Linked DNA regions of Gossypium arboreum: region 2 is linked to region 1. Evidence: chromatin contacts called from public Hi-C data. All regions are on one chromosome and are shown on one strand. Each heading gives the region's core, a stretch centred on a gene start, on an enhancer-like site or on the middle of the called end of the contact. The rest is flanking DNA. Distances are from core to core; before and after follow the strand shown. Region 1 holds the start of LOC108485413. Region 2 holds the start of LOC108484242 (probable leucine-rich repeat receptor-like protein kinase At1g68400).

The links. A called contact is a pair of places that touch in the nucleus more often than the background predicts.
Region 2: a contact with region 1 is called in a Hi-C map of leaf, with 2.0 times the contacts expected there. The contact joins the promoter of LOC108484242 here to the promoter of LOC108485413 in region 1. A contact is called at or near these places in 2 of 5 Hi-C or Micro-C datasets (both in leaf).

The regions. Positions count from the first base shown.
Region 1 is chr6:109,944,053-109,950,988 of ASM2569848v2, forward strand. LOC108485413 reads right to left here and starts at 4,480. Exons shown (of 2, transcript XM_017789248.2): 1 at 4,349-4,480; 2 at 3,484-4,027. The coding sequence starts at 4,017. The coding sequence ends at 3,631. LOC108486534 (serine hydroxymethyltransferase 3, chloroplastic-like) reads right to left here. Exons shown (of 11, transcript XM_017790637.2): 7 at 6,861-6,936; 8 at 6,653-6,739; 9 at 6,457-6,564; 10 at 5,984-6,056; 11 at 5,363-5,890. The coding sequence ends at 5,616. LOC128294589 (small nucleolar RNA R38) reads right to left here and starts at 4,218; the gene lies at 4,134-4,218.
Region 2 is chr6:110,730,906-110,737,841 of ASM2569848v2, forward strand. It overlaps LOC108484242 (probable leucine-rich repeat receptor-like protein kinase At1g68400), which reads left to right and starts at 4,095. Exons shown (of 2, transcript XM_017787960.2): 1 at 4,095-5,919; 2 at 6,880-6,936. The coding sequence starts at 4,680.

The sequences.
Region 1 (6,936 bases), core at 3,230-5,729:
TTGAAACATGGACATTTAAAATTCAAAGGAATCCAATCCCAAATTTGTAATTACCACATTCAAAACATAAAACCAAATTTTATTCTGGGGAGGCAAAGTGGAGAAGCAACCACTCTTCCTAGAATTGAGAGATGATTAGGCAACCTAAACCATTTGGAGAGCTAGGTATGATAATCAACCAAGTCCACATCATCAAAATAATATGGACAACTATATCACTTGAGAGAATTCTATATGACTTGAGATTAGGGATTAGCGTTTTATTAAATTAATTGAAAAATTTTAAGTCAAGCGAGTTGGCAAGTCTTTCGAATTGAGTAAATTTATTTGAGTTAAATTAAAAATTTGAACATGTTAAATTAAAATCTTATTAAATTATAATAATTTTATTTTAAAGCACATAAATTTAAAAACATATATATTTGAAAAACAATTCAAAATAAAATAATAATAAAATATATTCTTAACTTTATTTATATATTCTCTAATTTTTTAAAAATAAATTTAGAATTTTTAAAAATATATAAATTTTAGAATTTATATAAATATTTTGAATTTTAAAAATTATTTGAATTTTTTTGTAATTTTTGTTGAAAGAGACCAATTTGCTCATTTTCAAAATTGTAAAACACCAAAGGGATTTTTACACTAATTTGTTATTTAAATTGTAAAATTTAACTCGACTTAAACTCGAAACTCAAATTACTGATTTGAACTAACTTGAATAACTCCATTCAATTAACTTGAAATTCAATTTTTTTGAATCAAATTGAGTTTTGCTTACCCCTCCTTGAGAGGGATACATCATGGGTCCAAATTAAACTTATCTATAAGCTTAGTCACCTGGCCTGACCCAAAGACCTGTCTGAAAAATAGAAGAGTTTTGATAAAAATATAAACTCAAAAAATAAATTTAGACTCAAAATGAGACTCGTATTCAAAATGGGCTGAGTCTCTTATATAATTTATTGGTCTGGCCCGACCCGAACCATATGCTTAATAAGTCACCGTTTCTTTTCTTTTTCTTTTCTTTTCCCGATTAACACCTCTAAATCCCTTCTCCAGTCCAACACTCACCGACCACCACCGTCATCGTTAACAAATCCGGTCCACCACACACCCACCGATCCATCATCGTTCACCAATCACCATTGTTGCTTCTTGACTGAAAACCCGAAGGTAACACCACCATTTTTGAATTTTCTTTGTTTCAACTCTTTGTTTTTAAAGCTCTGCCTTTGAAAAAAAATGGGTTTTTTGAAGCAATGAGATTGGTTGTTTTTTTTCGATAAAATGCATTTTAAAAATGGAGGTTTTCACACTAGTTCAGTTTTGAAAATAAAAGTGGAATTGTTTAGCTAGTGAAGTGTTACTCAACATCGGATGACTGATACTGCCTTTTGCATATTTAGAATATTTTGCTGGCACTTTAACATAGTACTTTTAATCTAACAAATAAAGTTTTTGAATGGATGACATTCATGAGCTATGATGAACTATAAAGACAATTCTGTACCATTTAACCCTAACCACATGTTATATTCCATTCACTTCAACTCCAAATACATCGCACCCTTGCTGTTGTTTTAGGTTTTCTAATTGGTGGAACTTTTTCACTAGTTTCAGGTTATTTCCCTTCTACAGTTACCCTGAAATGAATTGATGTAAAAAATAGGTGTCATTTCAGTTTGTACTAGCATTTACTTTCACTAATGCTGTTTCATATCTTCTGCAAATTGACATGCCACCTGTGATCTTTATTAACTAAAAATAAGTAATTAGGACAACAGTGAGGATAATAATAGCTCAAGAATTGGCTTGCTGCACTTGATGGACATTCACTGGTTACTTGGCAGCCCATGCCATGCATGAAGTTCGCTTCTAGTTGGAAAGTCCATCAAGTGCAGAAAGCCGAGCAATGAAAGTGCTTGGGAATGCAAAAAAATACACCATAATAACCTATGCCAAGCCACCACCTCCTGTTAGGTCTTATAATTTTCCTAACCTCAACACAACTGCTTCGAAATAGTTTAGTTCTGGATATGCTTTCTTCTTGCAATGTTTTCATCTGCTCGTTCTTTATTTTTCAAATGTGAAGATGTCAATGTAAGTGCATGGTCTGATGATTCATGTGGCATAATGGGATTGTTTCATTTATAGGTTTTTATTTTAAAACCCCCAATTTGTGATGACTAGAGTTTTGAGCTTTTATTATCCTCACTGTTGTAGTAGTTACTTATTTTTAGTTACTTTTAGCAAAATAACACCCCCCCCAAAAAAAAATTGTTTTATATAATAAAATAACTTTTTTAAAATTAGTTTACGTCGGGCCAGCCTTGGGCCTAAACTTAGACAAAAAATAAAGCTCATTTTTTGAATTGAGTCTAAATCTAACAATTGAGCTTAAAATTCTATCATGACCCGATTCATAGACATATCTAATCTGAATTCATGAATTTTAATTTCACTCTATTTCTTTTTTATCTATTAATACCCGATTCATGTTTAATCACTATTCTCACCAAATTCTCCTTGCTAAATTAAATATATTCGTAACCAACCAAGTCACTACAAGTGCAAATTTTAGTGTGCCGCCAACGTGGGGAGCTCTAAGAAAAACAAGTCGAGGGGATACGATGGGTTAACCGCTTGACTAAGTTTTGGTTGTGTAATTGATCAGGATTGGGAGACCCTTAAGGAGAGACGAATAGGAAATGATATTTCCGGAATATATGTGAAAGCTTCTCATTTCAACTGCCAACTCAACCTTAGTGTACTGTATAGTACGCCAATTACAACTGCTGAAGGAAGGTATGCGCTTGTTTGAAAATTACACAGAATCTAGAAAGTTTACATTAGGCAGTGCGTATGAGTTTTGGATTATAACAACGTTGGACGAGTGCAGAACCAGGAATGGTATTATCATGTATGACTTGACAATAACCTCAACGACAAGAACTGGTACACAAAACCCACAATACCCTTCCATCTCATCTTTGCCAAAACTTTTAACAGTCCTTGTAGGCTAGACAAATTTCTCGAACGTGCAACTACTGAGTAGCCTATCCTGTTAAGTTCTTGAGATGGAGGAAACCCAACCTTGGTGTAAAATAAACTCGGCAACGAGGAATCCTGGCAGGGGAGGAGCTGAAGTTGTTATTAGGGATCACAATGGAAATTGGGTAAAAGAATCATATCGACACATACCACAGGCAACAAGCGTGGAAGCAGAACTCTGGACTTGGTATTATTAATATATACAAGTATAAGTAGATGCAACTGCTCTAATAAGTCTCGTATCAAACACCATTACTTTAATGTGCCAGAATGTGGTGATCTAATTATTGTTTATGGGGAAGCACCCTTACAACTAGCTTCCTTCTTGACAAAACACCCGCAATCTGTAGCTCAAATAGAACAAATAGTTTTGTTTTGAAATTTTTCGTGTGATTAGTAACCAAAATAAACAAAAAAGTCAGCTCATGGAAGAGAATGAATCAAAATTTGCATTTCATGTAAAAACTTCATGCCTTGCGTTATACAACAATCATATTTAGCCTAAAACCCTCAAATTTCTGAAATTTGAAAATTAAAGTAACAAAGACTAAATTAACACCAAAACCCCATTTATCAAAAACAACAATCACAATCAAATGGGCAAAGTGGCGTACTTCCTGCACCAGATTTACTAATACCCAATTCTTCTTCAGTGTAAATTGCAAAACCATCTGCCGTTCTTTTCCGAGGCCGAGAAGAAGGTTCATTGAATCCTCCTTCCCTGTTGGTTTCTTTACTCTTTTTACTCTTCTTTTTCGACAATTTGGGTTTTGAAATTTCCTCGCCGTTCGGTTTCTCGGACCCTTTAGGGTCGGGTTTCTTCCTCTTTTTACCTGCAAATATCTCGTCGATTTCGTTACCAGCCATTTTAGAAGCTGAATTCTTCTGTTCTGGAATAGATTCTTCTTTTTTATTTTCTGCTTTTCTAGAAGGCGTCGTTGAAGAACCCTTCTTCGCCATTAGGTTGAATCTGCAACTTCAAAACAAAAAATTATAGCATACGAAGAACTAAAATCAACAAAAACAAAACTTGAAGAAATATTAAATACATTTATTAAAAGAAAAAATAATACGAATGTTGTGTCAGAGAACACATTATCAGCACTGGAAATCAGACAGGGATAACTGTGATAATATTAAATTTTCTCATCATTTCCAACATCGTTTCAAAAAAAATTTGTTTCAAGGAATCTTCAACGAATAAACGGATTAAATCCCGAAAAAAGAAAAACCCAGAGAAGGAAATATCTTCCTATGGATATAAAAAGTAATTATCACTGGTGCCTCCTACCTCGCAGTGAGATCCTAAAGAGATTACGATATGGTTTTCCCCTAAACGGAAACGAAGCAGCAGAAACAAAACGAAGCGGAGGAGTGTGAGACAGAGTTTATTTGAAACCCTAAATTGGGTAAAAGATGATTATATATAGGCCCTTTGTTTCGGGTTAAGGGTTTAAGGCTGAGCTTTCTCAAATGTTTGGGCTTTTTTCTTAGAAAATGGACCTTTTTTCTTTCGGCCTTCTTGTGAATGTAATATAGATTGTATGATTAAATTAATATTTGGGTACTCTAATTTTTTTTAATATTTAAGTCTAAGTTTGCTATCAGTTTCTATATTATTTGCATATTTAGCATTTTATATTTTATTATTTTTAAAATAATAATAATCTTTTTACTCTTAATTGAAGTCCAATAATTTCGACAAAAAATTTAATTAAGTTGGATTAAGTAATATCCTTTTAGAAAATTGTTCGTGATTAACTTTATTACTTTACTTTTAAATAGTAATATTAAATCTAATCATTAGATGTGCTCATGAGTTAAATTGAGTTAAGTTCGACTCAAAAATGAATTTACTTTTTTGCTCAAGCTCTTAATTTAAGAAAAATAAACTCGGACTTGACTCGACTTCCCATGTTTGATTTTTTAGATTAATTTTTGTTTAAAAATAAAATTTAAAAAATATATATAATATACTAAAAAATGCTAAAATAAAACTTTTCTAACACATGAAAAGGTATTCATATTTAAAAACACTATTATAATTTATTAAATTGAAAACACAAATAAATCTAATAAATATTTTATTGTATTAAATATAATTTTAAAATTTTATATTTTGAGTTAGGTTATACTTATTTTGAACAAACCCTCTATCTAAAATAAAATAAAATAAAAAACTTTGAGGGTTATCAATTAAATTCCAAAAATATACTACATTCTAGGGTTAAAAGTAAAAATATTAAAATTGAAATGCGTGACTAATCGATCCACTTATAAATTTAAAATATCGTCAATTAAAAAGTTATTTTTTCCAAGAAAATAGAATCATAATGAATTAATTATAATATGTATTAATATTGTAGAGAAACCACATTTAAAGTGATAAAATTATTGCTGGTTGTCATCATAAACCAACGTTTAAGTCCTACGTTACTCATCCCCTTTCATCACTACATCTCAAATTTTCATAAATCTATGGAAGAAATCAGTGTTGGATTTCACCATGTTATGATATAATAATGTTCCCAGGTCTCTCATTACTAATTAAACCTCACTCATACGCCGGGTATGGGAAACTGGGTGGTAAGTGCTTCGACTCTACTACGAAGATTGGACACCTTATCCGTCAACGAAAAATCAGGATACGAGACAAACTTCAAGAACTCTTGGACCTTTGATCCAGAAGCTAATCCCTTAGCCTCAATAGTGATTTGCACGCCCTCATGGATGAAATCAGCAATAGCCGTGAATTCCTTTTCTGTAAATCCTCTGGTAGTCATTGCAGGCGATCCAATGCGAATGCCACCCGGCACAAGTGCACTCTTATCCCCTGCAAATTTTAAGATGTATCAAGGATTGGTATAAAAAGGGAAAAAGTTAATTATAAATGAATGGTAAAAAAGGGGAATAAGGAAGAACTTACCAGGCACCGAATTTTTGTTCAAGGTGATAGAGGCCATGTCAAGTATTTTCTCCACCCGAGCCCCATCAATACCCTGTTGCAGGAGAAGTTCATTGATATAAAGGAGGCAAAAGGAGTTTAGGGTGTCTACAAGAGAATAAAAAAAACAAGAGATCCTACGCCTCTAGACTTGTCAATTGGGCAGATCAGGTTGGTTTTGATCAGGTTTATTTGGGTTTTTGAATTTTTAGGTTTGTCAGTTTAAGGTTCAAGTTATTTAGGTTGGGGCTATTTAGTGCATTTTGCGCCAAGTTATTTTGGGTTCAGGTCAAATTCGAGTTCAGATCAATTTGTATTTGGGTTGGGTGGATTCAGATTGTTGACTTTTTATAGCCAAATTGTGTAAGGTTGGTCGAGTTGAGTCAGGTTTTCAGTTTTGAGTCAATTTCTAAATGCCACTCAAGTTTGCATGTCTCACAGAGATGGTAACTTACCAATGGCCTTAGATCCACAAGCACAAGGTGATTATCACTACCACCAGAAACTAGTGTATAGCCAAGTTCAACCAATCGGCTTGCAAGAGCTCTACAATTAGACACTACCTGCAGCATGAAGTACCCATATTTTGACTTAATCACCACATAACTGTGCATTTTTTTTTTTTTATTACTCATCTTTGAAGGAAAGTACCTGATTCTGGTAAGCCTTGAACTCGGGTGATTGTGCATGTTGCAAGCAAACTGCTAGTCCTCCAATTGTGTGGTTATGAGGTCCACCCTGCATATACAAACATTATGCTTCTCATGATATAACTAGTTCCATAACTTGAAAGCCGGCAGAAGGATGGAATGGGGAATTCAGATTAGTAATAGGAGCAAAGGAGACCAATCAAACTAACCTGTAAACCTGGAAAAACAGCATTATTGATAGCAGATTCCAAATCAACTCCAAGAACAGGGTCCTTCTTGAAGAAG
Region 2 (6,936 bases), core at 2,845-5,344, 790 kb after region 1:
TCTCAAAGTTTGCTACTAATAGATTTTTGGGCATTTGAAGATTTTGGCATATTCTTTGAAGCAAATACTGCATATAATTATTTGAAAAATATATTTATTGACTTGGTGGCATTATAGACTTCATATTGATTTAGACATTTCCAGTAGTAAATGTCACAATAGTACTTATATGTGGATAAAAATTAAAAGGAATGATAATAAAATTATCAATTTGTTACAATTTACTATAATTGAAACACATGTTAAAGTAAACCATAAGTTTACTAATACAAATGTGTTTACTACTTGGCGTAACCAGTTAGACCATCCTGGATAGTATATGATGCAAAAATTAATTGAGAATTCATATAGACATCTATTAAAAAACTAGAAGATTCTTTAATTTAAAGAATTTTCATTTGTTGCTTGTTCTCAATAAAATTTGGTTATTAGAAACTCACTAGCTAAAGTTGAGATTTAATGTCTTGCATTTCTAAAATGAATATAGGCCCATTCATCCACCATGTCGATGGTTTTATATGATTTTTGTAGATGCATCTACAAAATAAACAGGTATGTATTATCAACTTGCAACCTGTCATTTGCAAGATTGCTTGTTTAAATAATTAATTTCAAATCATGCAATAAAGACAATTCATCTTGCTAATACTGATGAGTTTATATCTCAGTCTTTTATTGATTGAGTTTGAAAAACTTTTGTAAAAGTTTGTGCATAATGGTTTAGAGAAATTATTGATTAAACACCTCTAATTAATGTTTAAACCATTACTTATGAGAACTAAACTTTCTATTTCAACATGAGATTATATTGATTTACGTGTTGTACGCATCAAGCCAATAAGTTATAGATACTTTCCATTACAATTGGTTTTTGATCAAAATCTAAATATTTCTCATATTTGAATTTTTTTGTATGTGTATATGTTCTAATTGCTCCACCACAACCCACAAATATGAGTGAATCTTTAAAGAAAGTTGGGAATATGTATTATTAGATGTTTTGAATGTATTTGAGATTCAATTATGACATGATTTGTGATTACAATTTTGATTCGATAGTTTCTTGATATTAGGGGGAGAGAAATAATAACTTGTAATGAGTTAGGGGGAGAGTAATTTGAACTAGAAGCTCAACAATTATAACTCATTACAAGTTAACTATCAGATGTATTTACAAAATTAATGAGAATAACTAAGTTAATATTTTAATTGGAACTAGCATTCCAATAGGACAATCAGTTAGAATAAATAATAGATTGATCAGTTCCAAAGATGAAAATTCTTCTACATGGTCATGTAGTGGAAGCGAGTGCTCCAGAAGAGACCTAAGACATAACTTATAAGTAAAACTCCAAAAGAGATTCAGGTACCTGAAACTAGATTTTAAAAAAATGAAAATAAGAGATCTCGATAAGTTATGTCAATTCGAAAAAATGTAGAACCAAATAATTAAAGTGGTCGACAATGATTTTGCATGCAATATTATTATTGAAATAATGAAATAAAAAGAAGATCTTAAATAAATCTATTGAGAAATATAAATATGGAATAAATTGATCAAAATAGAAAGACGCAACTCAAGTACAATTAAATTCGTGGAGTTTTTGGACCAGTAGTACAAATATCTAAAGGTATAAAGCCAGTGATGGTGCAATTGAAGTAGTTTTGCAAAAGCAAAATAAAATATAAAGTTTTTCGCTAAGTCCTGGCATTGATTATGAAAAGATATAATATTCTTTTGTAGTGGATGCAATAACCTTTAGATATAGTATTAAATTGACAATTCATAAAAGATTTAACTTGCGTCTAATGGTTGTTGTTACAACTTTTTATGAATCGCTATATAGTAAAGTTTATATTAACACCCTTAAAGGATTTAGGATGCTAGAAGCTTATTAAAATTCTCGAGAAATTATTCATTTATATGAATTGAAATAATTTAAACATATGTGGTAAATTCGACTTAGTGAATAGTAGTTGAAGAAGGATTATAAAATGATCCAAAATACTTATTTGTGTTTTTATAAAAAAAAGCATGATTAAAGTTTATTATGATTATTTTTTAATCTCCTGAAAAGATCAAAATATATTTTTTCAAATTTTTCTCACTCGTGACTTTTAAAAGAATGGTAAAAACTAGTATTTAAGATTGAATATGTAGAATATGAGAAAATATGTGATGTTTTCATGAGGGGGAGTAAATACGCGTTGCACTCTTTTTCCCTTAATCAATGCTTTGTCCTATTGGATTTTCCTGGTAAGGTTTTTAATGAGGCAGCATATTATGCGTATTATAGATTGTGTACTCTTTTTCCTTCATTAGGTTTTTATCTTATAGGGTTTTTCTTAATAAGGTTTTAACGAGACACATTATCTATCAATGGACATCCAAGGGGGAGTGTTATGAATATCTTATTAAGTGGATGTCCATCATAGTCAAGATAAAGTTTTAATGTACTTTAAATTCTAATAGTTACTAGAATAGATCTCTACTTCTATGAGGGAGTATTATGAATATCTTATTAAGTGGATGTCCATCATGATCAAGATAAAGTTTTAATATACTTTAAATTCTAATAGTTATTAGAATAGATCTCTACTTCTATTATACTTCTTATGCCTATAAATAGAGACTTTGATGAAGCATTGTAATCATCTCTTTTGATCAATAAAGTACATTCTCTATTACTTTAATATTTTCTTTGTTCTTTATTATCTCCATCTCTCTTTATTTTATAACAGCTTTTTAATAATTTTAAAAATATGTAGTTGTGAAATTATAATTTATAATACCAACATGAGATAAAGGAGTTACAATGTAATTAGATTCTCATGAGTCAAACATGTTTAAAGATTTAAAATAATTTAGGCATAATAACTTATTTGGTTCTACAACTTTACACAAAAATCATTTTAGCTTTCTATTTAATTTTCACTGTTCTAGTCCTTGAATTTGCATTACTTGTCAAATCACCAAAAAATAAATGATAACTTTCCGATGTGGTATCCACATTGGCGTTCAAGAGTCGATGTAACAATTAATTAATTTTTTAAAAAATTATACTTTTTATACTTGTTTAAATAATTTTAATTTTTTAAAATAATTATATTTTTAAATTTTAAAATTTTAAAAATTAATTGATTGTTGACATGGATGAAATCCACGTGGATTGTCGAGTTAACATTTTCATCAATTTTGAGATAATTTGATAAATAATAAACATTTAAAAATTAAAGAAAATATAAAATTATTTTTTTATAAAATTAAAAAACTGAATAAATCATTATTCCAAAAATTTATAATTACAAAAACCTACTATTTTAATAATTATATTTTCATTGATATCCAAACTCATCCTATTATTTGGATGATAACAAAACTCTCTTAGTCAACAAATATTTTTACGGCTGATATAATTCTGCATACACGCTAGAACTTAGAAGTGTGCATGGGCCGGGTCAGGCCCAACTAAAAATTTAGGTCCGTTTGTTAGGCTCGAGCTCGGTCTGGCTCAAAAAATGGGCCCAAAATTTTGCTCAAACCCGACCCAAATAAAAATATTAAAACTCGAGCCCGACCCGGCCCGTCCATATTAATTTTTATATTATTTTTTTATATAATTTTAAAATATATATAAACCATCAAAAATACTAAAAACATCAAATAGATATTTCTCAACAAATTGAAAATAAATTTTAAAAAACATATATACTTAAATAACACTAAAATAAATGCAACTTAACAAGCAAATGTTTCTAAAATAATAACAAAATTAAAAATGTCTTTAAAATAAAGAAAATTAATAATAAAATAAGTTTTATACAATATTCAAATAATAACAACAAAATAAGAATAACATAATAGTAAAATAATAGTAAAATAAGGAGAAAATAATAAGAAAATAATATTAAAAAAAAAAAAGATTTTTTGTCATGTAGTGAATCTGGGCCGGGCCCGGCTAAAAATGCCTTACCCTAAATGGGACTTATTTTTTTTGCCTAAACCCATTTTTAAGCTTATATTTTTATCCAAACCCTCCTATATTTCAGGCGAGCCGACTCATGCCCAACTCAAATCCAGAAAATGAAAAAAGGGACCTTCCATAGTAGAACTTAGATTAAAAAACTATATACATATATTATCCGAGGCTCTGGTGGTGCTTAGAGAAAGTGAGGGATAAGGTTGTCTATTTCAGCAATTGCTGGAATCCTCTGGCAGTTCCTATTATTTACAAACAAGTCTTAATCCCCCACTATGGAATTGGTTTTTGGAGCGCTTGAATTTTACTAGGTTAAATTCATTTTTTGGGTCCTTGATTTCTTCCCAATATATTTCAGCAGTGTTGGATTCTTAATATTTTTATGTAAAAACAAATATGGTCTATAAGTATAGATTACGCGTGTAGAATCGGGGCAATCCTTTTCATCTATGCTCTGCCCCTTCATTGCATCACCACGAACCTGACCTAATCTCGTGTTTGGTTTTTATTGCAAGCGCGCGCGTGTTCTACGCTCCTTCCTCACGTGTCACCTTCTTCTTCTCCTCATCATATATCAACGGCTACTTGCCTCACAAATTCCCCATTCTGTAACGCCTATTTATTCTCTCCTGGATTTTTTCCCTCCTCATTTTTCTCGGGAAAAGTTACAGAGCAACAGAAACGGCTAAAGCTATACAAATGTTGTTCATGGTTTACTTCTTGTTTTTCTCTTTGGGTCAATGCAGTGTTGATTTTAACGCTTTATTGTCCTTCAAAGACTCTGTTTTCGACCCTTCGAACTCGCTTTCCTCATGGGTTAACTCATCTAATCCTTGCATTGATTCTTGGTATGGCGTCACATGTAACCCTTCCACTCACCGAGTTACACGACTCGTTCTTGAGAACCTAAACCTTTCTGGTTCAACTCACTCACTGCATCACCTTTCTTACCTAAGACTCCTCAGCCTTAAGAATAACCGCTTTTTCTCTTCCTCTGCCGTTAACTTGTCTTCGTGGCTTTACTTAAGGCATCTTTACCTCCGTCAAAACCTCTTCTCCGGAACATTCCCTGTCGGAATATCCACTCTCCGGCGGCTCCACCGTCTTGACCTTTCGCACAACAATTTCCATGGCGAAATCCCGATGACCGAGTTGACTCAGTTGCCTTTCTTGTTGACTCTTCGGCTCGAGTCCAATTCCTTCACTGGCCCCCTCAACTCGATTGCCTCGTTTTCTTCCATGTCCGATTTTAACGTTTCGGAAAACAAACTCTCCGGCGAGATTCCGGCTTGGATGTCTCGTTTCCCGGTCTCTTCCTTCGAAGGGAACAAGGACCTCTGCGGCCAACCTCTGCAGTCCGATTGTTTCAATCGGACGGCCCTTCCCGCGACCATAAAACAAAAGATTCGTCATCCCCAAAGCAAGAGGCTAAGCAATGGGGTGGTGCTGATGATCGTCGCTGTCGACGTGGTGGCGGTTATGGCTGCACTGGTGACCATCACGTGGTGCTGCTACAAGTACAAGTGTTTCTCCGATGGAACCCAAACGGAAGCAATGGAAACAAAAAGTGGGTCCACCACCAAATTGCAAAGGCGGAGCGGCTCCAGAGAGGTGGAGATAGAGGCGGAGGAACTGGTGATGTTAGAAGGTTGCAAGGGCTTTAGAAAAGTGGGTGATTTGTTGAAGTCTTCGGCTGAGTTGTTGGGCAAAGGGAATGTGGGGACCACTTACAAGGTGGTGACGGACGGCGGCGAGATGGTGGTTGTGAAAAGGGTACGGCAGAGGAGACGGAGGAGGGATGTTGATGGGTGGCTGAGAATAATGGGTGAGCTGAGGCATGCTAATATTGTGAGCCTCATAGCATATTATAATTCCAAGGACGAGCTGCTATTGGTTTACGAGTTTTTATCAAATGGAAGCTTACATTCTCTCTTGCATGGTTAGTATTGCATTTATTGCATTTTTATGTTTTTGTCTAATATATCAAAACAAACCTACATTTCATACTGTATTAAATTATACACCTTAGGTTAGGTGAATTAAATGATGATATATTATTAAAAATTTAAATTTATTTTTATTTTTAATGAATAATGTGAAATTTATTAATTTTGTTTTTATTAAAAATTTAGCTGCTATTATAAGTTAATTAGAATCGAATTAATTGATCAAATAAAAATTAGTTGTGTAATCGGTTTTTTAATTTTTAATTATTGTTAAATTAAATAATTTAATTAATTGAATCGAGAATTAATGATTTAGTTTATTTGATTATCAATTCAGTTCTTAAAATAAAACTATAATATTAATCGTCATGTTTTAATTTGATATACTATAAATTATTAGTAATAAAATATTGGTCTAATGACCTATTTCGTCCTCTAACTTTATAAAAATTTATTTTAACTCTCAAATTAATTTTTTGTCTTATTTAGTTGTTGAACTTGCACTTTTTGTCATATCACTTAAAATGGATGAAAAAAATTAATGTTGTATTTGTTTATGTGACATACACGTGGATATGTTATCCGTGCAGTAATTTACATTTATGTCTTTTCTGTTTATTTTGGGGGTGATTTAACTAAAAAACACAAGTTTAAAGGTTAAAAGAGGTAAAAAATTAAATAGAGAGTTTTTTTTGTAAAGTTGAAGGGCTAAATAAGTCATTATACCTAAAAGATTTAATATGTGATTAAAACTATTTTAATTTATCAAAATAAAAGAAATAATAAAATTAAATTTTGAGAATGGTTTTTAACTTGCGTGTTCAAAATTTTCTAAAAGGAAATTTCATGAAATAAAAATAATAAATAAATAGTCATTAGAACAAAATGTATATGTATAAGGGATTGTTTTAGTATGTTAATCTACTCCTTTTGTCTGAATTTGTGATTGGCAGGAAACAGAGGACCGGGAAGGACGCCATTGAGTTGGAGTAGGAGGTTAAAGATAGCTT